Linked DNA regions of Macaca mulatta: region 2 is linked to region 1. Evidence: chromatin contacts called from public Hi-C data. All regions are on one chromosome and are shown on one strand. The core of a region is the stretch at or near the end of the contact, and the rest is flanking DNA. Distances in the headings are between cores, read along the strand shown. Region 1 holds the start of CFAP410 (cilia and flagella associated protein 410). Region 2 holds the start of PFKL (phosphofructokinase, liver type).

What was found. A called contact is a pair of places that touch in the nucleus more often than the background predicts.
Region 2: a contact with region 1 is called in a Hi-C map of liver, with 2.0 times the contacts expected there. The contact joins the promoter of PFKL here to the promoter of CFAP410 in region 1. A contact is called at or near these places in 3 of 14 Hi-C or Micro-C datasets (cortical neurons, fetal cortical plate and liver).

Annotation. Positions count from the first base shown.
Region 1 is chr3:3,192,392-3,198,071 of T2T-MMU8v2.0, reverse strand. CFAP410 (cilia and flagella associated protein 410) reads right to left here and starts at 2,074. Exons shown (of 6, transcript XM_077995651.1): 1 at 1,790-2,074.
Region 2 is chr3:3,233,235-3,238,914 of T2T-MMU8v2.0, reverse strand. PFKL (phosphofructokinase, liver type) reads left to right here and starts at 2,577. Exons shown (of 22, transcript XR_013414794.1): 1 at 2,577-2,714. It overlaps LOC144339625 (a long non-coding RNA gene), which reads right to left. Exons shown (of 3, transcript XR_013414873.1): 2 at 4,165-5,680; 3 at 2,594-4,013.

The DNA.
Region 1 (5,680 bases), core at 825-3,324:
CCAAACTATTGCTCCCCTCCTCTGTGACCAAGTGACAAACAGCGTTTCATTTATGTTGACGGGAACAGCAAAATCAGCCTGGTACTGGAGAATTGTTTTTCCATTAGTGGTTCTACATAACGAAACCCGCCAAGTGAACAAAGTACCAAGTGTGGGACTGAACTGATAGGGGCAGTTTTGTCAACTTAAAAATTCTCTTGGGGAAGAAGCTACAACATTTGGGACTGAGGCCATTTGGAGATGATCAGAGCAATACTTACATCTGTGAGGCGGCTGCCCCTGGGGAGAGAAAAGATACTTTAATTTTGTTAAAGTTGAATAAAAAACACTGAAGACAAAAATTCCAAAAATTACCAATGACTCCCTACAAACCTTAAGATTCTAGCATTTTAATGGCGTGGCAAAAAATATAACCGGCAAAGGTGTAAACAATTGTTTTACTTGATTTTCAACTACACTGTATGACGTTGGGGTGGTACCTTTTAGATAAGGAGCAGCAGAGCCATTTGTAAGACACGAAAAGATGAACTGTTCCTCATGGTCCCTGAATAGCAGAAGGTTAATATCTCTCACTGACAGACATCAACAAGGGCGTCTTTATAAGAGGCCAAGTTCAAAGGGTGAACAGGCGACTTATGAAGCAAACTTTAAAAGCCTGAAATCGGGTTGTTGTTTCTTCCAGCTTAGTGAGAGTACTGACCACCCCGTGCAAAACAAAGAAATGCATTATTGAAAGCAAATGACACAGGGGAATTGTAGCCAAAACACCAAATGTGCCAGGGCAGACAGAAAAGCTTTTTTTTTTTTTTTTTTGAGACGGAGTCTTGCTCTGTCGCCCAGGCTGGAGTGCAGTGGCCGGATCTCAGCTCACTGCAAGCTCTGCCTCCCGGGTTTACGCCATTCTCCTGCCTCGGCCTCCCGAGTAGCTGGGACTACAGGCGCCCGCCACCTCGCTCGGCTAGTTTTTTTTTTGTATTTTTTAGTAGAGACGGGGTTTCACCGTGTTCGCCAGGATGGTCTCGATCTCCTGACCTCGTGATCCGCCCGCCTCGGCCTCCCAAAGTGCTGGGATTACAGGCTTGAGCCACCGCGCCCGGCCCAGAAAAGCTTTTTAATTAACAGAGAAGAGCTCGCTCTGGGCAGTATGGGGATACCCCTGGGAGGAAGCGCCTGCTCTCCCTGACCCCCACGCCCCGCCTGCAGGGTGCGGCCAGTTGACAGGGCGCAGCGACTCCGCTGAGTCCCCAGGGAGCCCTGGAGATCGTGCGGGCCTCAACTCCAGGCTGCCTCCTCTGGAAGCTCCTGGTCCTCCTTGGCCTGGTGAGCCTCAGTATTACCCGCTTTTGCGCCTTCATGGGTCCCACCGCACCCACGTCCCTTCCTATCACCTGCCAGGCATACCCTTGGCACGGCCGCCCCCAGTACTGATTACCAACGTGTTTCCTGACTCAGTCCTCGAGAACTCAGTTCTCTCTCCTATTCGACTTGGTCCCAGTGACTGCTGGCAACCCCAGACATCAGATCTGGCCCACAGGGCAGCCGGGGCAAAGGCGGGCCGGGAAATGGGGGGGCCCCGGCGACCCCGACCCCTGGTCTCCTCTCCTCCCTGACCCCTGACTCCTTTGACGCCCTCGCCCCTGCACCTGACCCCGTTCCACTTCCGCACCTGCCCCCGTTCCACCCCCGCCCCCGCCCCCTCCCCGGCTCCGCCCTCACCCCAGTCCCCGCCCTGGCCCCGCCCCCGCTCCTCCCCCGACCCCGGGGCGGCCGCGGCCAGGCCCCGCCTCACCAGCAGTTGAGCTTGCGCACGCTGTGCAGCTCCGAGGCCTTGGCCCGGGTCAGGACCATCTTCCGCGTCAGCTTCATGGCGACCGCCCAGGCCCGGCCGGCGGGCGCCCCCGGCCTCCTGCTCCCGGGCGGGTGACGACTGCGCGGCGCGTGTCTCCAGGGGCGGGGCCCACGTCGTCAGGGGCGGATCCTGAGCCCATTGGCGGCTTGGCGAGGAGAGCGGGGCGAGGAGAGCGCCCTGGGGCCGCTTGGGCGCCGCTGACACGTCGGCTCTGCTCCTGCGCATGGGCGGCCTGGGGCGCCCGGCTCTGACGCGATTCTAACGCGACCCCGGAAGCGCGCGGCGAGCCGTGGGTGGGTGCAGGTGGCGGTCCCGGAGGCGGCCCCGTGAGGGCTGAGCTGCCGCTCCCTGGAACCGAGCGGGGTGGGCTCGGTCCCACGCGTACCATGGCCGAGTGCGTAGGCCTGTCTCTGAGCGCGGGCCTAGCGTGGATGGGATGGGCGCTACACAGCTCCAAGTTACGCGATTCAAACTCTTGGAATAAACCCAGGGCAGCCCTGGGGCTGTGTTGATTCCCTGTCTCGCTCCCTCCCAGCTTTTACAGAAAAGACGCATTTATAGGAAAGACGTACGGACAGGTCCAGCAGAGCCCTTACAAGCATTTCAGCCTTTTAGAAATCAGGTAAGACCCCCTAAACATCGTTACATGGGCCACAGTTACATTAAGACGGGCATTCTGAAACCGCCTTTGCCAAAAATTGTATCAGTGAGAGAATGATGGCCCTGAAGGAGATCTGGCCAATCCCCATCTTGCCTTTGTCCTTGAAGCTGCCCTTAATTATTCCTGGATAAGCAAAGCTAATTTTGGGAGACATTTATAGTTTAAATGATAGCAGCCCTTCCTCAAAACTAAACAGCCTTTGTAAAGGTAATGAGACCACGGGAACCGCCTTTGCAAAAATCGTAACTGAAGAAATTATGACAGGGAAAGATCTCCTAACGCACCCCATCTTCCTGCTATCCTCTAAACTGCCTTTGTTCATTCGTGGGTGTAGACCAGACTAGCCTTGGGAAGGAATTTAGTTTATAGATTAAACTCTGAAACAAAATTGATAATAGCCCTTTCCCAAAAAAACCCTTCTTGCCTGGGGACCAGTCTGCCTTTGTAGGACTAACAAATTAAGCTATGAGATGAAAAATTACAGTTTAGGGGCTGGCAACCTCTGGCGGCAATAGTCTGAACCTCCCCAAATTGCTCCTGGGAATAACATCACTGTTGCAAAACTTAAGATCAGTGCTTGAAATGTTTTGTAGACCCTGCATTCGGACATCACTTAGACAGATAATCTGGCTCAACCATTTGTGCGATCCCACCCAGGAACAGAAGTCAGCCAGAACTCATTTCGAACCCTTATGATTTAATCTTCAACCTGACCAATCAGTACTCACCACTTTCTGAGCCCTACCCGCCAAATTATCCTTAAAAACGCTGATCCCTGAATGCTCGGGGAGACTGATTTGAGTCATAAAACTCCATTCCTGCACAGCCAGCTCTGCGTGAATTACTCCTTCTCCACTGCAGTTCCCTTGTCTTGATAAATCGGTTCTGTCTAGGCAGTGGACAAGGTGAACCCGTTGGGCGGTTACACCACCAGGCTAGAAGGATAGAGGAGCCTGAATTCCACTAAGGTGCAGGCGTAAACTTTCGTCAGCCATTATTCTGGAGGTCACAAGACAAGCTACTTCCCCAATTACTCCTGCAGATAACATCACTATTGTAGAACATCACTATTGTATCTTTTCAGGTTTATTGCACGTCTGACATGGATGGACCCAGCTAGATATCTTGCCAACGGCTCCTGTGGCCCCACTCAGAAGCCATGCAGCACAAAAGGACCAAAAGGACAGCTAGATTTCATCAATCTTTCACCAACCAATCAGCACTCCCCATACCTTAGCCCCCTGCTCACCAAACTATCTTTGAAAAACCCCTAACCTGTGAGCCTTCAGTTGTAACCAAGCAGCTTAGCAGCTGTGAATCCAAAATATCTGAGACAGGTCTCCATCAGTTTAGAAAGTTTATTTTGTCAAAGTTAAGGACGAGCCCATGACATGGCCTCAGGGGGTCCTGACAACACGTGCCCAAGGTGACTGGGGCACAGCTTGCTTTCAGACATTTTTAGGGAGACATGAGACATCAATCAATATGTGCAAGATGGAAAAAGAAGAGAAAAAGAAAAAATGTATGTATAAGATGTACATTAGTTCTGTGCGGAAAGGCAGGACAACTTGAAGGCTGGCGGGGGCAGGGGGAGCTTCCCGCTTCCAGGTCATCGGTAGATAAGAAACAAAAGATTGCATTCTTGGCCGGGTGCGGTGGCTCACACCTGTAATCCCAGCACTTTTGGAGGCTGAGGCGGGTGGATCACGAGGTCAGGAGATCGAGACCATCCTGGCTAATACGGTAAAACCCCATCTCTACCAGTAATAATAATAATAATAATAATACAAAAAATTAACTGGGCGTGGTGGCGGGCGCCTGTAGTCCCAGCTACTTGGGAGGTTGAGGCAGGAGAATGGTGTGAACCCAGGGGGCGGAGCTTGCAGTGAGCTGAGATTGCGCCACTGCACTCCAGCCTGGGCGACAGGGGAGACGACGTCTCAAAAAAAAAAAAAAAAAGAGCTTAGTTCTCAGGTTGGTGTAAGATGTGGGATGACAGAAAAGTCTCAGAGCAGTGTCTTCTGAGCGCTTTGCCTCCAAGCAGGCAGAATGTTCAGTGCTAACGAGGCTGAGCTGGACCCCAGCAGAGTGGTAAGAAACTTCCAGCGGGCTCAGGCTGCGGGTGCTTGCGGGCGCACAGTGTGACGGCCACAGGCCTCAGCACTCTGGTGGGCTCACGAAGGCTCAGCTGGACCTACGTCACACTACGTCACAGCCTTGGCCCTCTGCCCAGCCCTGGGCCTCCCTTCTTTACAGGGGGTGAGTTAGGCACGCTGCTCCCCAATAAATCTCAGGGGGCCGCACACAGATCCTGTTTCCCAGAGACATGGAGGGTGGGGGACACGGGAGCTGCCTGTCGAGTCTTTGAAGCAAGGCCAGCACCGCTGTCACCAGGCACACGGGGCCCACACCCGCTTTGTGGTTTCAGCCAGTGGGTCAGGGTTTCTGGCTCGCAGCCGGGGGTACTGCTGAGGACAAGGTACCATGGATCAACCGCTGCTCCCTCCTGCCCTGACAGCTGGGGGCTCTGCAGGGCTCAGCAGGGCAGGCTGACCCCCAACCCAGGGCAAACGCTATCCTGACACCTGGCGCTGAGTCCCAAGCACTCCAGGCCCCGTCCTTGTGTCTCCTCTCCTCCACCACCTTTGCACCATAGGTGACACCCCCAGTCCAGACCCCCTCCAGCCCGATGTCCTAGTCACCTATGCTGCATAACAAATCACCCCCAGACTTAGCAGCTCACAGTAGACGCTGCTGTCTCCCAGTTTCTGAGGCTCAGGCGTCTGGAGCAGCTGAGCTGTGTGGCTGGGCTGGGCCTCCTGGGAGGGAGGCGGGGCCGTCTCTGAGGACCTGGCTGGGGTCTCCCAGCTGCCCCACAAGGTGTCGGCGGTTGGCTTCTCTCTCTGCAACATGGCCTCTCACAACATACCCTCCCGAGGAGTGAGGGATAAGGGGGGCAGGGAGAAGGGGAGAGGAGGAGAGAGACAAATGGAGAGTCAGCAAACGTGCTCTGGAGTTGAAGTTTTCATGATCTCAGAGCAACTACCTCTTCCCTGCCCATGCTGCTGGCCTCACCACCCACCTGGCACCACTTGGGGGCAGAACCCGGTCCACTCCACGACACGTCCTTCAGGCAAACTTTGGAACTGCTTGGGTGGCAGGTGCAGCGC
Region 2 (5,680 bases), core at 1,328-3,827, 40 kb before region 1:
GCATGGCTAAAGACTACCTAGCTCTCTTCTAAAAACACACCCCAAATGGCCAGGCATGGTGGCTCATACCTGGAATCCCAGTACTTTGGGAGACTGAGGCAGAAGGATCACTTGAGCCGAGGACTTAGAGACCAGCCTGGGCAACATAGCGAGATCCCTTCTCTACCAAAAATTAAACAAAATTAGCAGGGTGTGGTGGCATCCTCCCGTGGTCCCAGCTACTCAGGAGGCTGAGGTGGGAGGATCACTTGAGGCTAGGAGGCCAAGGCTGCAGTGAGCTATGATTATGCCACTGGAATCCAACCTGGGCGACAGAGTGAGACTCTGCCTCAGAAACAATACCCCACAGAGGAAATCCATTCTTGGCCTGGCGCGGTGGCTCAAGCCTGTAATCCCAGCACTTTGGGAGGCCGAGACGGGCGGATCACGAGGTCAGGAGATTGAGACCATCCTGGCTAACACAGTGAAACCCCGTCTCTACTAAAAAATACAAAAAACTAGCCGGGCGAGGTGGCAGCGCCTGTAGTCCCAGCTACTCGAGAGGCTGAGGCAGGAGAATGGCATAAACCCGGGAGGCGGAGCTTGCAGTGAGCTGAGATCCGGCCATTGCACTCCAGCCTGGGCCACAGAGCGAGACTCCGTCTCAAAAAAAAAAAAAAAATCCACTTTCAAGTTTAGTGGCATTCACATCTCATGTAACCATGCCACTGCCATCTGCAGAGCTGTTCCAGCTTCCTGAATGGAAACTCTGGCCCCACGAAACACTCACTCCCCATTCCCCTCCCAACCCCTGGTACCCTCCACTCTACTTTCTGTCTCTATGAATCTGAATCCTCCAGGGATCTCATGGAAGTGGAATCACACAGTATCTGTCCTTTTGTGTCCATTTTATTTTACTCAGCACGGTGGCCCCAAGGTTCATCCATGTTGTAGCATGTGCTGGAATCTGCTTCCTTTTTAAGGCTGTGTAATATTCCAGCACATGGATCGACCACATTGTGTTCATCCAATGCTTTCCTCAGCAGACACCTGGGTGCTTCCACCTTCTGGCTGTTGTGAATAATGCTGCTATGAATATGTGTGTGCAAATATCTGTGTGAGTCTTTGCTTTGAATTCTTTAGGTATATACCCAGAGTAAAATCGCTGGATCACATGGTAATTCTATTTTTAATTTTTTGAAGAACTGCCATCCTGTTTTCCATAGCAGCTACACCGTTTCACATCCCCAGCAACACTGCACGACGGTTCCAGCTTCCCTATATCCTTGGAACAGTGATTATTTTCTGCATTTTTCTTTCCTTTTTTTTTTTTTTTTTTTTTTTGAGACGGAGTTTCGCTCTTGTTGCCCAGGCTGGAGTGCAATGGTGCAGTCTCCACTCAAATGCAACCTCCACCTCCCGAGTTCAAGTGATTCTCATACCTCAGCCTCCCTTGTAGCTGGGATTACAGGCACCCACCACCACATTCAGCTAATTTTTATATTTTTAGTAGAGATGAGGTTTCGCCATGTTGGCTGGGCTGGTCTCGAACTCCTGACCTCAGGTGATCCGCCCCTCTGGGCCTCCCAAAGTTCTGGGATTATGGGCGTGAGCCACTGCACCCAGCCTGTGTTTTTCTTTTATAGTAGCCATCCTAATGGGTATCAGGTGGTATCTCATTGTGGCTAAATCACGTATGTTTAAGAATTTATGCGCGCGCGCGCACACACACACACACACACACACACACACACACACACGATGAAGCTGCAAGAAAAGGGAGAGAATAATGACCCAAAATGTCAGCCCAAGGCTGCCTCAGGGTTAGACACAGGTGTCTTCTTAGCGCCTTTTAGCCCACGCATATGTGCTTGCGCAGTCTTTCGGCGTGTTTTCTAACATTTCACAATTAAATAAGGAGTAGTCGATATTCACAGCCACCATGTCCACCGTATATGTAGAGAAAAATGCACAAATCCTGGTGATCTGCCCGCTCAGCTTTCACAAACCGAACACACCGTGCGGTCAGGAGGCGGCTCTCCCGACCACCGGCTCTGCACCCCCAGGACCCGGGGACCAAGACTTTCCCAAGGGCCCAGCAAATGTGAGGAAGGAAGGAAGGAAAGGAGGGAGAGGGAGGGAGGAATGCTGGCTGCTTTCCAGCGCCCCGTTTGGGTTTGGCCTCTGCCGAGGCCTGAAGGCAGCCCTGAGGGCCCCTGGGTGGCAGGGAGGGGTGGTGGCTGCGGCCGACAGCAAAGAACCTCCGGAGACGCAAAGCTGGGCCAGACGTGCCACCCGGGCCCCAGCACTGGCGAAGGGACACGTGCGGCCGCACTGGATGCAGCCCCGCCCTGGTCCCGGCCACATCCTCAAGACCACCGGGGTGTGGGGCTCTGCCCCGGGTCTCACTGCTCGGGGCCCGCGTTACATCGCACAGGCTCAGAAACGCACAGCGGAAAGGTGGCCCCGGCGGGCAGAGGGCGCCCGATTCCAGCTCCGTCCGCGGTCCGTCCTGCGAGGAGGCGCCAGGGGCGGACCCGGGGCGGGGCGGGCGCAGGGCGCGCGCGGGGCGGGGACGGGGACGGGGCGGGGACGGCGGCGCGGCGCAGGCGGCGGGAGTGCGAGCTGGGCCCGGGTCTCGGCCGCCGCCATGGCCGCGGTGGACCTGGAGAAGCTGCGGGCGTCGGGCGCGGGCAAGGCCATCGGCGTCCTGACCAGCGGCGGCGACGCGCAAGGTGGGCGGGGGTCCCGGCCGCGTCGCGGTGCAGGGGGTGGGGGGCGCCTCCGTCCCGGCCTCTCCGGAGCGCCCGCCGAGCCCTGGGACCCGGTTCTCGGGCCGGTCCGGCCTCCCTCCAGCCCCGGCCTCCTGCCCCGGCCTCCAGCCCCGGGTCCGTCCCCCGCTCCGCCCCGGCGCGGTCTCGGGCCTACGTGCGGCCGGCCACGTTCTCGGCCTCCGCCTGGGTCTTGGCGCCGCCCGCGCCCTGCCCGGAGGGTGTGTCCGACTCTGGGCTGCGGGGCAGGACCCCCGCGAGGATTCCCCAAGGCCACGTGAGCGGAGGGTGCCGGTCCCGCTGCCCCCAGAGCCTGGTCCTTCCTGGTTCTGAAGCGACCTGGGGACCCGGTGCCTCCCGAGAGCTGGCGCCAGGCTGCGGGTTTCCGGGACCTCCTCCCGCTGGGCGGGGGCGGGCTCACCCCCGGACCGGTCCGCCTCCTCGGGGCCCTCGCGGCCGCCTTCCGTGTGGGTCTAGCTGGGGAAGAGGGTGGTGGGGAGATGAGCTGCCCGGGGCCTTGAGCAAAGCCCCGTTGTCACTCTTTTTCCAGGGGTACTGGGGAGGCCCCAGGTGGTGGGGACTGAGAGTTGGCAGAGCTGGGTGGGGGTCCGGCCTGGGGGCGTGGTATCCTGGCACTCTCCCTCCTGGAGGCCTGGTCCTGCTGGCCTCCAGTATCTCTGGCCTGACATGTCCAGTGTGGCACCTGTGGCACAGGACACCACCTACCCTGACCCTCAGGAGGAGAGAGGAGAGGATTTACGAGACCAGAAGTGAGGTGCTGGGTTGGGAAGGGGCCCAGCCAGCACCCCAAAGCTGTACAGCGGGACCTGGTCTGTCTTTTAGAGTTCAGAAAATGGTTGAGAAAATGCAGACACACCCCCCTCAGCCAGCTTCAGGCACCTGACCCTCCTTTTCCGTATCTGGAAGCCAGGAAGAGGGAGGAGGAAGCTGGCCTTGACCAGGACCAAGCCAGGGAGGCAGGAGTGGCCCGTGGGTGTCGCTGTCTGAACCCCGGCCTGCGGAGGGCGCTCCTTCGGACCTGGCTGAGCCATGCCTGTTGTGAACCTTCTCACTGCTGTGGCTGGAGCGGGAGCTGCTGCTTGTTGCTGGCCACTGGCAGTGTCCTGGACGTGGCCTGGTGTGTTGTGGGCTCAGGTGGGAGAGGAGGTCCACGGCCTTGGAGGGCCACTGGCAGTGTCCTGGACGTGGCCTGGTGTGTTGTGGGCCCAGGTGGGAGAGGAGGTCCACGGCCTTGGAGGGCCACTGGCAGTGTCCTGGACGTGGCCTGGTGTGTTGTGGGCCCAGGTGGGAGAGGAGGTCCACGGCCTTGGAGGGCCACTGGCAGTGTCCTGGACGTGGCCTGGTGTGTTGTGGGCCCAGGTGGGAGAGGAGGTCCACGGCCTTGGAGGGCCACTGGCAGTGTCCTGGAGCGTGGCCTGGTGTGTTGTGGGTCCAGGTGGGAGAGGAGGCCCATGGCCTTGGAGGGTGGACTCAGGAAGCTCCATCCCATGATATTAGACCAAGAAAGGGCCCGAGTCTGGAGGGCAGACGGGTTGCTGCAGGGCTGGCCTGCCTGCCCACCAGGGAGGCGCTTTCTTGGTGAGGCTGGCGAAGCCCCAAAGCCCACCCTGTGGCTCCCTGGAACACAGAGGGTCCCCAACCAGCTTCCTTGTCTGCAAAGTGGGAGCATCAGCAGCAGAGGGTTGGGAAGGTTCGGAGCCCGGGGTGGCACCCGTCCCCCCATCCCCCGCCGCCCTGCGCACAGACTAAACAGAACGGGGGCCCGCTGGAGGTCGCTGAAGGGCAAGCCTGGCAGGTGGTTCTTGGGCCAGCGGGGCGGGGGGCGCACCCAGAGTGGCAGACGGGCAGTTCTGGATGCTGGTGGAGGATCTGGAGATGGGAGGCCCCTCCTGACCCTGTGGGCAGGCCGGCTGGGTGGGCCTCCCATCTCCATCTGAGCTGGGAGTTCTGACTGCCCAGCGTGGCCCCAGTGCCTGGTATGGGGTGGGCAGCGCTTCCTGGCTGCAGCCGGGAGGGTACCCACAGTGCACCTGCTGGCTGATCATGGCATCCCAGCTGGTCCTGTGTCTTCCTCTGTAAATGTCCTCCCTTCCCGAGCCCCTGGCAACTGCAGTGTCTCTGTGTCCAGGCTCCCACGCGTGGACAGGGAACAGGTGGTTTTCTGCAAGGGAGGAGGACTCCACACGCTTCCCCAGTTGAGGGCTGGGGCTGATTCAGGGAGGATGATGGGGGTGAGTAGGATGGGAGGAGCTGGCATTCTGGGCAGAACCAGAGTCCTTCTGTTTCATGAGTTCCTAAAAGCAGTCTGCGGGGCTCTCCCCGGCCACCGCTGCTGCCGCCGTGTGGCTTCCCATGGTGGGTGCTCTGTTTTCTTCTTGAGGCCCCACTGCCTTCCTAGAAAGGCTGATCCTGGGCGAGGGGAAGCCCATGGCCTAGTGTGCCCTTCTCTATGCCCTCTGTGTCAGCTGGGCAGCAGGAGAGTGGGGACTGGGAGGCACTTTCCGCCCCGATGCTGAAGTCTGCGTTTGTTGGATGTATGAGAACAGCCAGTCTCACCATCTGCCAGTGTTGCCCAGCCCTGGGACTTCTCAGGCCTCAGTTTCCCCTTCTGTGAAAAAAGGGGTTGGGGACAAGACAGGCCACCTTGCAAATTCCTTCCAGCCAGCCCAGAAGTCCTGTTCTGTGTGGCTCTGGGTCATGCCTTTCCTGTTGGGCAGGGGTCCGTGTTGTCGAGCAGGGGAGGGTGTTGTTCAAGGATGTCTATTTGCACAATAACCCGTGCAAAGGTAGCTAGAAGATTTGAATCAGGCCGGGTGTGGTGTCTCATGCCTGTAATCCCAGCACTTTGGGAGGCTGAGGTGGGCGGATCACCTGAGGTCAGGAGTTCAAGACCATCTTGGCTAACATGA